5 separate regions of the Mus musculus genome follow, and all the other regions are linked to region 4. Evidence: chromatin contacts called from public HiChIP or PLAC-seq, Micro-C and promoter capture Hi-C data. All regions are on one chromosome and are shown on one strand. Each heading gives the region's core, a stretch centred on a gene start, on an enhancer-like site or on the middle of the called end of the contact. The rest is flanking DNA. Distances are from core to core; before and after follow the strand shown.

Region 1 (3,449 bases), core at 865-3,364, 560 kb after region 4:
CTTCCTTTGACAGGGTCCTTTGTCGCCCAGCCTGGTTTTAAACTTTCTATGTAATTGAGGATGACCTTGAACTCTGTTGTCCTGCGTGCTAGACAAGTAGATTTACTTCATTAAATGAACCAAAGCCCCCAGACCTCATATGGTTTTTGCTGTTGTGGAAACCTGACTCCCGCTCACTGTGTAGATCAGGCTAGTCTTGAGCACACAGGGATCTGCCTACCTCTGTGTCCTGAGTGCTAAGGTTAAAGGCGTGAGCGGCCACTCCTGTTCTTTTTCAGTTTTACTTCCTGGATTTGCTTGGTTCTCTGTGTCCCTGCGTGTTGAGTACAGTGCCCTCTGAAGCCGGTAGCTCCCCCGTAGCTGGAGTTACAGATGGTTGTGAGCATCGTGTGGATGCTGGCAGCCAAACTCAGGTCTTCTACAAGAGCAGCCAGTGTTTTTTTTTGTTGTTGTTGTTGTTTGGTTTTTCAAGACAGAGTTTCTCTACGTGACCCTGGCTGTCCTGGAACTCTCTCTATAGACCAGGCTGGCCTCGAACTCAGAGATTCACCTGCCTCTGCCTCCTGAGTGCTGGGACTAAAGGTGTGAGCCACCACCAGCACAGACAGTGTCTCTTAATCACCTAGCCATCTCTCTAGCCACAGACGCAGCTTTTTACAGGGGAGGCTAGCATCAGAAGATCAGGACTCAGGTCCTCATTCTTGGCAGGCAAACACTTACTGACTGAGCCCTCTCCCCAGTCCGTAGGAGGCCTGCAAGCCCAGCACTTAAGAGCTGGAGGCTGGGCTTCAGGAGTTCATGGTCGACCTGGGCTGCATGAGTTCCTGTCCTGACACATCTACCCTACCCCTCTGCTGCCTCCACGCTACCACCACCACCACCATTATTACACACGCACACACTTGTACACACACTTGATATAGACCAGAGGGAGAGGGAGGTCAAGGCAGGTAGGAGTGGTTGACTTTCTATTCTCTCTTAAAAAGGTTTTTTTTTTAATTTATTTATTGGTTATATGTAAGTACACTGTAGCTGTCTTCAGACACTCCAGAAGAGGGAATCAGATCTCGTTACGGATGGTTGTGAGCCACCATGTGGTTGCTGGGATTTGAACTCCAGACCTTCAGAAGAGCAGTCGGGTGCTCTTACCCACTGAGCCATCTCACCAGCCCTTAAAAAGGTTTTTTAGATTTATTTATTTTATTCATGCCTGTGTGTATACACGTGCCCCACATCCCTGCCTGGTGTTCAATGAGAAATTGTCAGACCCCCTAGAACTGGAGTTATGGGCAGCTGTGAGCCACCATGTGGGTGCCGGGAACCAAACTCGGATCCTCTGCAAGAGCAGCAGGTGCTCTTAACTGCTGAGCTGTCTCGTCAGCTCCAGACTTTCCAGACTCTTGCTTCTGTCTTTCAAGTGTGTGGGTTCCAGGCCTGCCCCATCACACCGGTTTTGCCCATCTACTTCAGCCTGTTGGTCCATCTGCTGACCACCAGTCGACCACTCACGGCTCTGTCAGTCTCCCTCTCTCGGCTGTTTATATTCCCTGCCGCCCAGGCCGGCCATGAACCCCTGGCCTCCCGGCCTCCATCCTTAGTGCTGGAATTACAGGCATGTGCTGCCGCCCACCCCCTTTCTTCTTTGCTGTCTATCTACCCTGTCAACCTACCTGTCTGTCAGTGTCTCTCTGTGTGTCTGTGTGTTTTTTCTGGCAAGATCTTGGGGTGGGCAGCAGGGTGGGAGACAGGGGCCAAAGGCAAAGGCTCTCATCACAGAGTGTGTAGGCAGGGTTGGGGCCACCTCAAGTGCTGGCACATGGAAGAAATCAGAGCAGGCTTACAGCTGGGAGTGGGCTGCTGCCAAACCTTGTGTGTTAGGCAACCATGCCATGACCAAGCCACACCCACAGCCCACAAATCCTGGGGTGTCTTAAAGTCACATTCAGCGTGCAGGCCTTTCCAGGGCTGCGAGTCTACTCCAAAAATGCTCCAAACGAGTAAACATAGAAGCTGTTTTGGGAGGCAGGCCTAATGACGTTTGCCCCGGGAGGCTTCCAACCAGATACAGCAGGAACTTCAAGAGAGGCTGGACAGAGGCCCAAGGGGTGTGCTTAGGAGCTAGTGGGTGGAGTTGGATGCCCTCAGAGTTCTCCAGTCCTAACTGTGTACAGACAGGATGTAAGAGAAGAACTGGAGGCTCTAAGCAGAGGATCCATCGGCTGCAGGCAGAGGGAAGAGGGCCTCTGTGAGGAACAGGCTGAGCGTCAGAGGAGGAGGCCCAGGCCTGGTTCTCTAGGTATGAGGGACCAGCACCCCAAGAGGAAAGAGGGTTGGGGCCTGGAGCTCCAGGTCTGAGGGAGGAGTGTTATGACCTGAGGGGGAGAGAGGAGGCTGGGGTCTGAGGAAGGAGAGCAGGACCCCGGGCACCTGAGTCTGAGGGATGAAGCCGGAGCCTAGGGTTTTGGGTTTGAGGAAAGATCTTGGAACTGGACTCCTGGATCTGAGGGAGGTGGAACTGGACTCCTGGCTTGGGTTTGAGGGCTCCTGAGGCTGAAATCTGAGCCCCTGGGAATGAGGGAGGAGGAGAAGGCCTGGATCCTCTGGTCTGAGGGAGGAGAAAAAGGAAATAACAGAAGTCTGAGACAAATTTTGGTCTGTCTAGCTCTGTAATTAATTAACTAAAGTGGATCAAATGAGAAGGTGAAAGTTCACAGAGGAACACTCCTGTCTGTCGTCTTGGACTGGGTCTCCATCCCACCATCCAGCGTCCTGGTCTACGAAGAGTCCACAGGGACCTTGTGAAGAATCAACAAGGCGGGGTCCAGAGGAGTCACGTGTCCCTTCCACTCCGGGTCACCCTGTCGGAATGGGGATGCCACTGCCCTGGGCCCTCAGCCTCTTGTTGGTCCTCCTGCCTCAGACCTGGGGCTCAGGTAAGAGGCCACCAGGACCTGGAGTGTGTCAGGAAGGGGACAGGAAGAAGAGCCAAAGAGTGGAAGAGGGACAATAAGTCCACTTTTTCCATGATGTCCTAGCCTTCATGGAAATCTCACTGTGGGTAACTTCTCTGTGCATCTGAGTCAAATACACTTGACAATCTCAGGCTCGTCTCTGTGTCCGTCTGTCCGTCTTGCTTCCTTTCTGGGTGTCTGTCCCCTTCTCTCTGGAGGATCATGGCACTTCAGATCGGGTCCAGTTTTCATTCTGCACCTCTGTGGGGCACGGTGCAGTCCGTGACCCGAGACTCTCCTGTTTGCTCTGCAGAGACCCGCCCCCCACTGATGTATCATCTCACGGCTGTGTCAAACCCATCTACGGGGCTTCCCTCTTTCTGGGCTACAGGCTGGTTGGGTCCTCAGCAGTATCTGACCTACAACAGCCTGCGGCAGGAAGCTGACCCCTGTGGGGCCTGGATGTGGGAAAATCAGGTGTCTTGGTATTGGGAGAAG
Region 2 (3,377 bases), core at 204-2,703, 540 kb after region 4:
ATCTGTCTGTATTCCTTAGCACTCTGGAGAAGAGGCAGAAAGATCAGGGATTCTGGGTTATCTACTGTTACATAGAAGTCCGAAGCTAACCTAAGAGGGGGGGGAGGGGAGCGGCGAGGGGCTGGGCTGGGGGCGTAGATCAGTGGTAGAGTGTCACGTGAGAACTCCAGTCCTCAGGGACCATTGATCACCCCCTTTTACAGAGGATACTGAGGCGAAGCAGGAGTCACCCGACAGACACAGCCTGGACACACAGACATTTGGGTGGAGACTAGCCCCCTTTTGGACCTCACTGCTCCGACCCCGCCAGCTCTTTGCCGAGGATGGAGACATCACAACTCACCAAAAGTCCCACTCACCCCATTCTTGCCCCCATGTACTTGTATATAATTTTTTTTTTTTTAACCAGCTCATCCGGGTCTGTCTGTGGATAGGACAGGGAATAGGTGCACCTTTTAGGTTTCAAAATCTTGGTTTGTTGGCTTTCCAGAAGCTGAGGCAGGATCTTAAATTTAAGGTCAGCCAGGATTGCAGAAATCTTACGTCAGAAACCCAAACCAACGACAAAAGATTCTATTTGTTTTCCGAGGCCTCCAGTAGCCCAGGGTCAGCACAGGGCACGCCCCATGGGAATTTGATGTGCAGACGCAACTCAATTCCCCAAAACCATAGCCCCAAAGTGTAACAAGCAAGCAAACGGTGCTGGCACCTACAGGAGGACTCGACTCAGGCTCGGCTGGTTAGGGAGGTTTTCAGGACAAAACGAGTCTTTGATAGCCAACAGTCTTTTGGTTAGTTATTTCCCTTCGGAGGCGGGCGGTTAGAGGCGCACAGACGGGAGGGCAGCGCGGACAACAGTCACGGAAACAAAGGCCTTTGGGGATAGAAGCGAGTGAGGGCGTCTGCGTCTCGGGACCCTCAAAGCCCCTCATTCACCCCATCCTCCTCCATCCAGGAAGGCTTCCTCCACCCGTTGGAAGGCTTCCTCCACCCGAGACTCCCAGGTTCAGGACAGCCAGCGATGGTCAGCCCACTGTGGGGTTGAGGGGAGGGACCGCTGCACGAGCAGCTCTGAAGGGCCGACAGGGACTATGCTCGCCCCCTCATGGACACCACATGTTCTGCAGCCGCCATCACTTGATGGGAGTAATGGCGCTGCACATGGCAGACACCGGAACGGAGAAGAGCGATCCCTTCAAATATGGCGGCTGCGGCTTGGCCGGCATTGTACGGCTGAAGCCGCTCCGAAACCCACGTGACATCCCGCCCCGCACAGTCATGGCCGCCAAGAGCCAACTCAGGCGACATTCTGATTGGACAAAATAAAAATGGCCCGCCTCGATAGACGCGCACTCACCGCTTCGACCAATTAGAAGACGGAAACTCTTCGGTTCGAGCCGTCTGCGTCACTTCCTCCGCCCCTGCAGCAAGGGATAAGAAACCCTGCGACAAGACCTCCTCCTTTCCCAGGCGGCTGCCGAAGATGGCGGAGGGGCAGGTTCGGACTCTGCGCGCGCCGGGCGGTGTGGGGTCGGGTGGGTGCCAGGCGGGAGCGCAGTGAGGGGCCACTGCTCCCCGCCGCTTGTGCGATGGGACTTAGCAAACGTCTCACGCGAGGGGACTGTGTAACGGGCGTAACAAGCCGCGGCTGCCTAGGTATGGGGCGATGGAAATGCAGCGGGTTTTCTGGGGAAGACGGGAGTGGGGCTGGGGTTCCAACACCAGAAACAACTTTTACAGGTTGTAATCTCAGGCGTTGGGGTGCGGGGAGCTTGCAATCTCTCATGCCTGGTGTATGTATGTAAGATAAGGAGAAACTGTCGCAGGCTCCTGCTTTGCATGACTTTAGGGCACCGGATTCCTGTAACATCTGATCTGAAGGCTTGTAGGCCTTTTGAGGGTGTTTTCGGTGTTCTTCAGAATTGGGGAGATTGATAAGACAGACTTTAAATATTACTTATTCACCCGACTGAAGCAGGAACCTCTTCATTTTGAGGCTGGTCAGGAATTGCCTGTACCTTCCTCCTGACTTTAGATTCCTTGACAGGTTGCTGCTCAGGAAGTAAATGGTGCTGTTTGGGACAGTTTTGCCCTTTAAAAAGAACTTGGGAAGTTCCGGAGACCCTCCAGTAACAGCAATAAACAGGGTGGCTGTGGAATGGGCTTCTTCTGTAGTTTGGGTTGGGATGCAGACATGTGCCTCCATGCCTGAGACGGGATTTAGCTTTGTAATCCAGTCTGCACTGCTCAGAATCACAGGACGATGTGTGCTTAGCTAAATCGGGTTCTTTTGAGTGCATATAAGAAAGGTTCTGCTTGAGCATCTGAGGATCCGATGAAAAGTTACAACAGGCTAAAGTCTGAAAGCAGGTCTGGTCAATTTTGGAGTGAACGGTGTGCCACTGGATCCCAGCTATCCTGGGATTTGAGGCCTGGAAGGGTTAAATGAAGTTCCATTTTAAAAAATCAACTTATATACACAATAGGAATCCTATGCCTGCTGAGGCTTTGTTAGTACTATAGTGGCCCTTTGGGACACTTGCTTCATCTGGGTAGTAGGCATCCTGACGGGTTGCTAACCTGGAATAGGGGAAGCCAAACTGTTTCCTAAGCATTCTTGTTTCCACAGGTTCTGGTATTGGATGGCCGAGGCCATCTTCTTGGCCGCCTGGCGGCCATTGTGGCCAAGCAGGTACTTCTGGGTAAGTTTCATTCACCATTTACCTTTGCCTGGGAGTCCATGATGAGCAACACTCACCATCTTTCGTTTGAGTCTCACGACTGTGAGATCAACCCATGCACCGCTCTGAGACTCGCCAGCCCCTGCTTTCTTGGGACCCCTGGCCTAAAAATACTTTTGGAGCAAGAGATCTGCCTTCCAAGAGGCTTTGCTGACTAATCTCCAACTCCCTGTTAACTCTAGGCCGGAAGGTGGTGGTCGTACGCTGTGAAGGCATCAACATTTCTGGAAACTTCTACAGAAACAAGTGTGAGTTAGGGCTGGGGCAGTGGTCTTCAGGCGGGCTGTTGCCTTGCTCCTGGACAAGCAGGCTATCTGCTCTGCTCTTGGGTCCAAGGGTGCCTCACATACTTTTGTCCTGACAGTAAAGTATCTGGCCTTTCTCCGGAAGCGGATGAATACCAACCCCTCCCGAGGCCCCTACCACTTCCGAGCCCCCAGCCGCATTTTCTGGCGCACTGTGCGAGGTGAGTTGGTGATGTGGTGACATGTAGGACAGGGTAGGCTCTGGCAGCTTGTGATGAGACATCTCCCACTCATGTTCGAGTTGCTCGACTATGAGATGACTCTACATGCACTACCATCTGAGGCTGTTCTAGCCCTTGCCCTGGGGTCAGACGGGGTTCTCAGCACCTCT
Region 3 (3,503 bases), core at 273-2,772, 690 kb after region 4:
GAGCCCCCACCCCAGAGTCTGCCTTCCATCTCCCGCTCTTCCTGTGCTGTTCCTGTTTTCGGGGGGGATGAGGGGGTTGAGACAGGGTTTCTCTGTGTAGCCTTGGCTCTCCTGGAGCTCGCTATGATCCATGCTAACCTGCAGCAGAGGTTCACCTGCCTCTGCCTTCTGAGTACTGTGACTAAAGGCCTGCACCGTGGTACTGGGCCATTTGTGTTTGTTTGCGTGGGCTTTTTTTGTTTTGGTTTTTGGTTTTCTGAGACAAGGTTTCTCTGTGTAGCCCTGGCTGTCCTGGAGCTCACTCTAGACCAGGCTGGCCTCAAACTCAGAAATTCGCCTGCCTCTGCCTCCCAAGTGCTGGGATTAAAGGCCTGCACCACCACCACCTGGCTGTTTGCGTGGTTTTGTTTTTTTGTTTTTTTTCAAGATGGGGTTTCTGTGTGGTCCTTGCTGTCCTGGAACTTGTTTTATGGTCCAGGCTGACCTCTAACAAAGGTCCACCTGCCTCTGCCTTCCAAGTAATGGGATTAAAGGCGTGCACCACCACTGCTCAGCTAAACATTTTTAAGATTTATTTCTTTATGCCTGCACACCAGCAGAGGGCATCAGATCCCACTATTAAGCTAATCATGGTTGCTGAGACTTGAACTCCTGTGCTGTTTCTATTCCAGTGACCCCAGGCCCCTGCACTCACCCCTCCAGAGTAAGGGCGAGACCAGTATTTTGGTCCACCAGTGCTTATGGGAGCTGGATCACTCTGACCTCGGAACAAGTGGGGATTTGGATCCTATGTGGCATGGCCAAGTGGGGGTGGGTAACCCTAAAGCCAGAAAGTTCATTGAGCAGACTGAGCTCTAAGATGCTCTTGGATGAGAAATCTGTTCGGTCTGGCTTCCCACCCTGTGCCTGGTGCATTGGTCCTTCAGCCACACTAGCTAGCTCCTATTCCAAGCAAGAGCCCTCCTGGGTCCGACCCTGCCACCTCCTTAGTGCAAGGGGATCATGAGCCCGAGGACCTTCACAGAGCCCCACCTGCAGTGGAGAGACCTGGATATTGTCCTTGCTGGGTGACAATGGGTTGGTCTCTGTCCTGGGGTGGACCCAAAAGAACACCAGATCCATTGTGGACAGAATATGAAACCCTGGAGTGGAATAAAGCAGACTGCCGTGTTTGTGTATCTATGCCCATCTTGCACCGTCCCTCTGGTTGTCTAACTGGGATCTAGTCCCCCAGTGGCGTCTATTTCACGTGCCTCAGTCTGTACTGCTGTGGATGGTTCTGATAGATCAGCCTGAGAGGCATCTAAGATGTGCTCCAGTAGATATACGGTGACATACATGACATAATGTAGTACCTAAAAGAGGGCAGGGAGGGAGGTCAAGGCTGTTTCTTGAACAAACTGGTAGAAAGAAAGAAGAAAAAAAAAAAAAAAAAAAAAAAAAAACAGGCTTTGGGTAAGAGGGTTGGACGCTAGGACTCCAAGGGGGCGGGGAGAGAATGCGGAGGGATTGGAAAAGAGCAGGGACAGAACGCGGAGGGATCGGAGGAGGCGGGGATAAAACCTAGGGCCAGAACACCCAGTTCAGGGAGGGAGGAGGCGCCCGCGAGGTGTCTCTGGGTTTCAGGATAACAGCCAAAGACGGTTGATCAGTTTGTGGACTCATTACACGGGGACTGGATGTATGTACATGGGAAACTGGGTACTGGACTCAAACTGGGGGAAGGAGGTGTATATGGAATTGACCTCAGGAACCGCAGCTGCTGACCTCTGACCGGTGTAAGTACTAGTACCAGGTACAGGAGGGGCTATGGGCCTTGTGTTGGGGCAGGCGAGTAGGGCTTCTCCATCACTTGTCCTGGACATGCCTCCGCTCCTCACCAGCATCCCTCGATGCCGGGCATGCGCAGTAGGGTGCTTCCTCTTTCATCCCTCTCCAGACCCCATGGTGGAAGGGAATCCGTATGTGTTTACGCCTGGCAATTGGAAATGAACAGTGCCACCATCGGCAAATGTTCATTTCCCTATGGGTCTAAAAATTAGTACGTTAAAAAAAAATACCAAAAAACAACAAACTAGTGTGTTTTATTCAAACAACTGATCCTGCATCAATTTCCCTCCCCCACCCCGAATATTGAGTACTGAATTCTCAGTAATACAGGTCTCAAGGTAGCTCGCCAGCCTTCATACTTTCAGAGATCCCCAGTTAAATGAAGTCAGGTCCCAAAGCCCTCTCCAACTGTGAGCTGCAGCGCTCCTCAGGTTCTTAGAGCAGAGTATGCTGAGTCCTGTGGTCCTGCTGTGGGGAGGAAGGGACCGGATCTGAGAGAGGAGGGCTGGGGGCCAGACTCCTCCATCCCCAACACAGCTGAGAGTAAAAGCAAAGTCTGCACGGGTGGGTCTGAGGGGAAGGGGCCAAGTTCTGGAGTCCTGGACCTTGGGGGCGGGGAAGCACCGAGGTCCTGGAGAATGACTCTCCGTCTTTCTCCTAAGGGGCCCAGGGAACATGGCTGAGGCACACCAGGCCTCGAGCTTGCTGTCTTCACTGAGTTCCGATGGGGCAGAAGTAGAGCTCAGCTCGCCAGTGTGGCAGGAAATTTACCTCTGTGCCCTGCGCTCCTGGAAAAGGCATCTCTGGCGTGTCTGGGTGAGGAGAACTATTGGCTGGTTTCCTTCTGGGAATTCAGATTTCGGGGCTTCCTGAAACCGATTCTGAAGATATGGATGTCCAGTCCCAGGCTACGGTTAACTATGGCTTCCTCTGGGATGCTCTGTGCTGCCCACTGGCCTGCCCTGCTCAGCATCCAGACTCACTCCACTCCCCTGCTGCCCTCCCCATGCAGCTCCTCCCCCAATAACTTCAGTATAGTCTCCTTATCTTGGATTTATTTATTTGTCTGCTTACTGACTGACTGCCTTACTGGTGCCAAGCTTCAGAATCCAGGGTTTTGGACAATCTAGGACAGCTTGAATGACACTCTCATCCCCTGACTGGTAGATTCCAGGAGGGTTCCCTACCACCAAGCCATGCCTCCACTAACACCCCATTGTGGATTCTAGGAAGAGTCCCTGTCCCAGCCTAAGCTCCTTATTGGGGAATAAGCAAAAGTTATACCATGCTTCCAACTCCTTACTAAATACATTCAGTAAAAGGAATCCTGTGCTCTGCCCACATCCGAGACCCTAGAAGCTCCCAAGAGTGAGCCTCTCCTTTCTCACCACAGAATGACTTTCTTGCTGGTGTGGTCCCTGCAACCCCCCTCAGCTGGCTCTTCCTCTTCAGTACAATCCAGCTTGCCTGTCTCCTCCAGCTGGACCCTTCCCTAGGACTGATGGAGAAGATTAAAGAGTTACTGCCAGACTGGTGAGAACCTTCCTCTTCACCAGTCACTGCCCTCCCCACCCACCCCCCCCCCAAGATACTCTGTGCTCTGCCTGCCACAGAAATGTAATTTCCGGGTGTGATGGTGCATAGGCCTTGAATCCCAGCCCCGGAGAGATCTG
Region 4 (3,475 bases), core at 809-3,308:
TACACACTGGAAAGTGCACACAGGCCCTGTGCATAAGCAGAAAGAACTCTCAACTGCTGAGCCATCTCTCCATCACAGGATCATGGGGTTTTGAGACAGGGCCTCCCTCTGTAGCCCTGGTTTGCCTGGAACTCAGTATGGAAGGCTAGCCTCAAATTTGGTGTGTCTTACTGCACCTGCCACCTGAGTCTGTGCTTACAGGCCTGGGCCATTCATTATACCTTGGTGGACAGAAGTTTAAGAAAGAAAGGAAGGAAGGAAGGAAGGAAGGAAGGAAGGAAGGAAGGAAGGAAGGAAGAAACAAACTAGAATTGGGGGTGGTAACTTGGTGGTGATACAACCAATCAGCACAAATGGTGTACCATTCAATCCCTTGTAGCAAAAATAAAAATTGCAAATAGTAAAAAAATTGCTGGGTGTGGCTGTTGTAAGTTCGGCAGCCTGCCAGCCTGGTTTTGAGTAACTCATTGGCAGCAGCTTATGTCATCGCCATTGCCTGCCAAAGACAGGTGCAGCACATCTCCAGTATTAGAGCGCTGAGAGTTGCATAGCAACAGCGCCCCTCTAAAGGCGCGCGCGTGCGCGCGCGCACGCGCTCTCTCTCTCTCTCTGTTAGTTCTCTATGTCTCTCTCAGTATCTGTCTCTCTCTCTCATGTCCCCACTCCAAATTGGCCTTTTGCTCTCCCAGAGCAGAGGAAAGGTACCCTTTTTGTCACTTTATCCTAATATTGGTGGCACTTCTTTAATGCTAGCACTCAGGAGGCAAATGGATCGCTGGGAGTTTGAGATCAGTCTGGCCTACATACATAATGAGTTCTGGCACAGGCAGGGCTCTAGAGAGACCCTGTCTCAAAACAAACAAGCAAACACACAAAACAAACAATAACAGAACGTGAACAGAAGTGACAAGAACTGTTTTTTGTGTGGCCTTGGCCAAGCCTCAGCTTGCCTGGCTTCAGATGGCTGTGTGACTTCAAGGGAGTTACTTTCCCTCTCTGTACTTGGCTTTCTCCTGTGCACATAGATCTATTAAGCGTGCATAGTATTAGGGATGCACACTATATTCATCTTAGTACTTGAGAGGCAGAAACAGGTAGATCTTTGATTTCAAGGCCATCCAGGGTTACATAAGTTCCAGGCAAACCAGGGCTACATAGTGAGACCCTGTCTCAGAGCTAAAGAGAGTCAGCCATAGGGGGTGAGTGTATGGTTCATGAGGCCTGTACTCAATTTCCTACATACCAAAAGGGAAGGGGAAAAAAGAATCTTTGTATACTGTTGGCTCTCAAGTTCACTCATTTGGTGAAGCTGTGCTGAGCAAGCATGTGGACCAGAGTTCAATACCCAGACCAAGGAAAGCCCAGGGGTGAGGGAATGACTCAGCCCACAGAGGCTACACACATAAATAAAAATAAAATATTTCTTTAAAAAAAAAAAAAAAGAAAGAAAGAAAAGCTTCAGAACCAAAGAACCGAAGAGTTGGAATGTGTGCTGTGTGGGCCTGAGGACCCGAGTTCAATTCCCCGCACATGCACAAAAGAAGGTGAAGAAGAGAGTCAGTAAGATGGCTTCGCAGATGAAAGCACCTACCTCCCAAACCTGAAGTCGTGATGCTGTAATACTAGCTCTCCTGCAGTGAGGGGGGACAGAGAGAGGAGCGCCATGCAACAAAAGCCCTCAAGTCACCCAGCTTGAGATACACAACATGGCAGCCACAGAGGAGACTCCGACCAGGTCGGAATATGAGGACATCCAAAAGTAGAGTAGTCCTCAGGACTCCACACGTGTGCTCTTTTTTCCTTTTTTAAGTTGAAAAGCACCTGCTAACAGGGTAGACAGCCACACACACACACACACACACACACACACACGTGCACGCATGCATAAAAATCCAAAAAAGTGTTGTTGTTGTTGTTGTTGACAGAGGTTGAGGCTCTTGGGAATCTGCAGGAGAAGGCAGGGCTGGACTGTGTCAATTTCTTCAAACTGCCCCTCCTGGCTATCATCCCAGCAGGCACCTGAGAGGAAGCTAACCTTTGACTGCCTCCTCCGGGTCCAGCCTCTCTGGTTCTAGGATGTCAGCAGGTACACCCTGGGTGGAGTTTCTATCCAGGGCTGTGGTTAAACTCAGGAAGTTTCCTTGGTCCTGAACGAAGAGCCAAGCTGGAAGATACACACTGCCGTCCAGTCCGCAGAGCCACGCTGCGGTTCGTCCATTCCTAGGTCATTTCCCTGTTACCACAGCCAGAAGAGGTGAGTACAGGTGAGGAGGTTGGGGGCAGGTCCCCTGAATCCTGACGAGCCCTAGGGATCCAGGAACTGGATGCATTGGTCTCTGACCCCACCCCAGGGCTCTCTGGAAGGAGATGCCATTGCTGAGAAGAGACCCTGGTTCTCCCAGACTCTGGAGTCCCAGCCTCAAGTCCCCAGCTAGTTCCTTCAGGTCCTGAGTCCTCCAGATCCCGGGATCCCAGACCTTAGTTTTTCCAGTCCCTGGGTCTCCCAAGCTCCCGGCTCACCAGCCCTGTGTTCGCCCAGCACCCCCATAGCCCTACTCCCTGCACACCGACTACCATCCTGCCCTGCTGGTTGACCTCTTAACCCCAATCTCCGCTTCACCTCTCAGATCCTCAGCTCTCTCCCTGCTACTGATTCCAGTAACAAGAGTAGATGAAAGGCAGAATTGGGCTGGATGTAACCGGATTTTCCTGTTCCCGTATCCTTGGCTTCCATATCAGCCTAGGGGGCCCTCAGAAACCTGCAGCTGTCATGGGGGGCAGGGGGGGGGGAGGATCCCGATCCTCTGTTGGAGATTTCAATGTGGCAGCTACTCTGATAAACTGCCCTGAGACTCCTAATGCCAGTGTTCCTTGGCACAGGGACAGAACAGGAAGAAAGCGGTGCCAGTCACAGGAATGGCACTGATGGGGTGGAGCCAGCCATGTACCTGGCTCCTGTCTCTGAGCTGATGTGGAGGGGATGCTGGGGGCAGGGCGCTCTGGGTGGAAAAGGCAGTTCTGAGGACACAGGCTAGAAAGAGGTGAGTGCAGCGGCTTATGCTTGTCATACTAGTATTCAAGACGCTGAGGCAGGAGCATTGCTAAGTTAGGTATCAGCCTGGACTACATCGAGAGAGCTTCTCTCTCTGCTTCTAGGGAACTGGAGAAGGATTCTTCCTTCAAAGCTGGGACCTCTTTCCAGCATACCGCACCCCTCCAACAGAAGGTAAACTGAGGCTAGGCACATGGTAATTGATCTTCCTGACCACAGAGATCAAAGAGAGAGTCTAAGCTCCTCCCATTGCCTCCTCAGCCTTGGACTGGAGCCAAACTGCTGCTCTACAGTCCTCCATGGCTTCAGCTTCCAGTCCTCCCACAGTCCTTGGTCTTCCCAAACTCACCCAAGTGCCTACCTAGCCTTTGGATCACAAGTGATGTGAATCTGGCTCCCTTCCTTAGCGGCAGTCTGCTGTCC
Region 5 (3,666 bases), core at 631-3,130, 600 kb after region 4:
ATGTAGCCCTGGCTGGTCTCAAACTCAGGAAAATCCATCTACCTCTGCGCCCAGTTCTGGGATCAAAGATGTGTCTACCATACCCCTTTAAATAAATCTCCTTCTGGGGGCTTTCAAATGTCCTACGTTCTTTGTGAATTTTACATCATGCACCCTAATCCCACCCATCCCCCCCCTCGTTACTTTAAATAAATCTTTTTTTTTTTGCCACTGCCCAGCTAATAAATCTTAATCTCCTTAGAGATATTTAGTGAAATTCGATGCAGCCTGGACTACATGTCACCTTGCCTCAAAAAAATACAATAATCGTTGGGGTGGTGGCGCACGCCTTTAATCCCAGCACTTGGGAGTCAGAGGCAGGCGGATTTCTGAGTTGGAGGCCAGCCTGGTCTACAGAGCTAGTTCCAGGACAGCCAGAGCTACACAGAGAAACCCTGTCTCGAAAAGCCAAAAAACAAAAACGAACAATGGGGCGGGGGGGGGGGGGTAATAAGTGCTAGGTGTGGTGGTGCACACTTTTAATCTCAACACTTGGGCGGCAGAGGTTGGCGGATCTTTGTGAGTTTGAGGCTAACTACATAGCGAGTTCTATAACAGCAAGGGCTACATACTGAGACTCGGTCTCAAGCAGAATAAAATATTTTAATTGCTTCAAGGAACCTTCAAGGGTCCAAACCACTACTGCTCATTCCCCTCCTCACCATTGTCTAGAAATCCGACCTCAACTCTCACTAACACAGGGAACCCCAAGTTCCCCCTCACTTGGTCCGCATCACTCCTCTACTGCGGAACTACATTTTCTACAACCAGCCAGGATGAGGGAGACAGTACAAGGCATCCTGGGAAATGTAGTTCGTCTTCCAACCTAGGCGTTCAAGAGCGCTGTTAATGATTGACAGGGATTCGGAGTGCGAAACCTTATCCTACCTCCCTCAGAACTGCAAATTTCTCCCACAAGAAGGAAACTTGGCGACGCGACCCCTCACCGCCTGCAGCTTACCTCAAGAGCGGTTATCCGGCTTGTCGTTGCTTCAACTACGTCCCGAACCGGAAAAAGAGTACTGTTTTTAAACTCTACTCCTCCTACTTCCGCCCGACAGGAGGAGACCGGAAATAATTCTGCCCCTAGTCGCGGAGGCGCTTCGCCTGGCTTGGTAAGTGCTTTCTTCTTCTCTTCCATCCCCCCGGAAACGTGAGTGACTACTCGAAGGTTCCGGTGAGCGAAAGTGGTTTGACTCTGGGAGACACCCTAGCCTGTTCTAGGCATTACCCAGAGCGGGGCAGTTGCTTTGAGTCTCTTCAAGTTTGAGTTTGGAGACTTAACTCTGTCACCCGAAGAGACTGATATCCAGTTCCCCAAATATATTACTTATTTTTTCCCCCATTGCATCTTAAGAGTCGATAAGTGAGAACTCTTTCCCCTATTATAGAAAAAACAATTTTCAAAGATCTCGAGACTAAACTGTTCAAGTTATCCTCAGGAAACAGATTTATTGTGGTACCGCCCAGTTATTCTAGGAACCAAAGAATTCCCTTCCCACCAGTGTGTAGATCTCTTGAGACCTAAGATTTATTTTCCTGGCTCTGCCAAGTCGTCTGTAGAGAGAGACTCGGGCTGGACAAGTAGGGAAGAGGAGACTCTAATAAAGCCCCCTAGATCCCTCCATGGTGTCGGAAAGCCTTGTTTCTTCTGTGTGGGGCCGTGGCACTGAAGACCTTGATCCTATGGTCCCTTTAAGTACTTTGTCCCTTACCTGAGTCCCTCCCAAAGAAGGTAATCAGTAGCCCCGCCCCCTCGCCAGTAGCCGGCTCGGGCCTAGTAACCCAGGAGGAGCTCCCCTCCTCTCCTCCCCTCCCCTCTTGCCTACCCCTTTGCACAGCTGGCTACTCTGACCCAGAGGGCCTTCGTTAAAGAAGAGAGGCAGAGCTCCCAGCCCTGGCCAGGTAAGTGGGTGCATGCTCCCCGAGAAACTCCTGGGCAGAGGATCTGGTGTCCTGATTCCCCACGTTATTGGGATCTAGAAACTTGGGACCCAAGCTCTAGGCTGTGGATCCCCAGGGCTCTGTCTCCTCAAGCCTTCAAGACCTAGAAATATACGACCTGATCTGTCGTGTAGTCTCTGATCTCTGAGGCTCGATGAGGCAACAGGTAGAGGGAGGCTGACTTGGAATGTAATCTGCTGGGCTGGAAGGGAAGAGGGTTGATGATGAGCTTGTTTAAATGCCTACTGTGTGTTGTCAGGTTTGTGATAGGTAGAGAAAGCAAGCCTCAGCAACTGTGTGCTTATCATTGTCACCTCCAAAGTCCTCCTCTGACATTCGAAAACCTGGTACAATAGGCAAATGACTTTACTACCTGGTAACACGTTCTTCACCTATAAAAATGGCAGGAGTAATAGGACTGGCTTGAAAATTAAGATGAGCCAGGCAGTGGTGGCACACCTTTAATCCCAGCGCTTGGGAGGCAGAGGCAGGCAGAGTTCTGAGTTTGAGGCCAGCCTGCTCTACAGAGTGAGTTCCAGGACAGCCAGGGCTACACAGACAGAGAAACCCTGTCTTGATAAAGTCCTGAGTTGATAAAGACCCACGGTGTCTGGCATGGGACACGAGTTGGTTACTTGCTTTTATCATGATGGCAGAGTGCGGGCAGGGAGTCCTGGCCTCCTAACTCCGCTGCAGCATTTGTCATCTGGGAGTCCACACAGTATGAGGGGCCGTCCTTCCCTGCTCTTAGTCTATATGGGATTGGCCACCTGCCTGGACACCTCACCTCACAGAGAGCAAAACCAAGGTGAGTGTTTGAGTCTCTTCAAGTTTGAAGGTGAGTGTTTGGAGAAGAGCCTTGCAGAGGTTTAGTTCTGCCTCTCCCTAGCCAGGAGACTTCCTAGATTCCTGGACCCGGACGCTTCTCCCTCAGATCCTAGGGTCTGTGCCCCGGCTTCTCCCCTCAGATCCACATGGTCACCCCCTGCTTCAGAAGTAGAGTTCCAGACTCCAGTCTTCCTCCTTCATGCCCAATGGTGAAAACTCTGTCCCCTCTTGCTCAGGGTTCTCCAGGCCTGGTCCGTACCCCTAGGACCCCATAGTTCTTTGTCTTCTTTGTCCTCTATCCTAAGGACTCTGCTTTTGACTCTGATGTCCTTAGTTCTTGACATCTTCCTGGATGCCCCAGAGGCCCAGAGTTTCTTAGTTGGCCGCAGGCGTTTTCCTCGTGCTAACCACTGGGACCTGGAGTTGCTGACCCCTGGGAACCTGGAACGGGAGTGTCTGGAGGAGAGGTGCTCCTGGGAGGAGGCCCGGGAGTACTTTGAGGACAACACACTGACGGTGAGGGCCTCAGAGGACCCTGGCATCGAGGGCCTGTCCGCCTTCTCTAGGTGTTAAGGATCACAGGCTCCAGCCTTCAGCTCCCTCCTCACCTCCATGGGGTCTCCTATGTCAGGGTGGACTGGTGGGGTGGGGGCGGGGCATGACTTTTCGTGTTCAGTTGCTATCTTTTCCTTCTCTTCTCTAACCCTAGGAGCGCTTCTGGGAAAGCTATACGTACAATGGCAAGGGAGGTGAGTGATGCTTCTCAGCCCTCTCGTCCTGTGTTGGGGAAGCAGCCTTTAGCCCTGGAGTTCAATCCAACATCCCCTCCACACATACAGGACTACCTTCCCTCCA

The links. Promoter capture Hi-C pulls out the DNA fragments that hold promoters and counts their contacts. A called contact is a pair of places that touch in the nucleus more often than the background predicts. HiChIP or PLAC-seq counts read pairs in DNA pulled down with a chosen protein or histone mark.
Region 1: a Micro-C map of embryonic stem cells shows a contact between it and region 4, with 5 times the contacts expected there. The contact joins the promoter of Fcgrt here to the promoter of Fut2 in region 4. A contact is called at or near these places in 9 of 39 promoter capture datasets (the C10 cell line, cranial neural crest, embryonic stem cells and 5 more) and 1 of 484 Hi-C or Micro-C datasets (embryonic stem cells).
Region 2: a contact with region 4 is called in an H3K27ac HiChIP or PLAC-seq map of double positive thymocytes, with 2.8 times the contacts expected there. The contact joins the promoter of Rpl13a here to the promoter of Fut2 in region 4. A contact is called at or near these places in 5 of 39 promoter capture datasets (cranial neural crest, hippocampal neurons, liver and 2 more), 2 of 115 datasets of contacts at active chromatin or transcription factors (double positive thymocytes and pancreatic cancer cells) and 1 of 9 other capture datasets (adipose tissue).
Region 3: a contact with region 4 is called in a promoter capture Hi-C map of liver, with 4 times the contacts expected there. The contact joins the promoter of Cpt1c here to the promoter of Fut2 in region 4. A contact is called at or near these places in 4 of 39 promoter capture datasets (hippocampal neurons, liver and pre-B cells), 1 of 115 datasets of contacts at active chromatin or transcription factors (pancreatic cancer cells) and 1 of 9 other capture datasets (liver).
Region 5: a promoter capture Hi-C map of hippocampal neurons shows a contact between it and region 4, with 3 times the contacts expected there. The contact joins the promoter of Prrg2 here to the promoter of Fut2 in region 4. A contact is called at or near these places in 4 of 39 promoter capture datasets (hippocampal neurons, liver and pre-B cells).

The regions. Positions count from the first base shown.
Region 1 is chr7:45,102,487-45,105,935 of GRCm38.p6, reverse strand. It overlaps Fcgrt (Fc receptor, IgG, alpha chain transporter), which reads left to right and starts at 2,114. Exons shown (of 7, transcript NM_010189.3): 1 at 2,114-2,296; 2 at 2,663-2,933; 3 at 3,265-3,449. The coding sequence starts at 2,867.
Region 2 is chr7:45,126,821-45,130,197 of GRCm38.p6, reverse strand. Rpl13a (ribosomal protein L13A) reads left to right here and starts at 1,453. Exons shown (of 8, transcript NM_009438.5): 1 at 1,453-1,498; 2 at 2,630-2,702; 3 at 2,924-2,989; 4 at 3,106-3,207. The coding sequence starts at 1,484. Snord33 (small nucleolar RNA, C/D box 33) reads left to right here and starts at 3,253; the gene lies at 3,253-3,334. Mir5121 (microRNA 5121) reads left to right here and starts at 3,207; the gene lies at 3,207-3,280. It overlaps Snord32a (small nucleolar RNA, C/D box 32A), which reads left to right and starts at 2,735; the gene lies at 2,735-2,815.
Region 3 is chr7:44,972,870-44,976,372 of GRCm38.p6, reverse strand. Cpt1c (carnitine palmitoyltransferase 1c) reads left to right here and starts at 1,522. Exons shown (of 19, transcript NM_153679.2): 1 at 1,522-1,778; 2 at 2,493-2,646; 3 at 3,224-3,363. The coding sequence starts at 2,506.
Region 4 is chr7:45,664,977-45,668,451 of GRCm38.p6, reverse strand. Fut2 (fucosyltransferase 2) reads left to right here and starts at 2,058. Exons shown (of 3, transcript NM_001271993.1): 1 at 2,058-2,254. Gm39008 (a long non-coding RNA gene) reads right to left here. Exons shown (of 5, transcript XR_882068.2): 3 at 2,036-3,475.
Region 5 is chr7:45,059,866-45,063,531 of GRCm38.p6, reverse strand. It overlaps Prrg2 (proline-rich Gla (G-carboxyglutamic acid) polypeptide 2), which reads left to right and starts at 1,880. Exons shown (of 7, transcript NM_022999.1): 1 at 1,880-1,944; 2 at 2,640-2,791; 3 at 3,146-3,327; 4 at 3,521-3,560. The coding sequence starts at 2,707. It overlaps Nosip (nitric oxide synthase interacting protein), which reads right to left and starts at 1,103. Exons shown (of 9, transcript NM_025533.3): 1 at 1,001-1,103.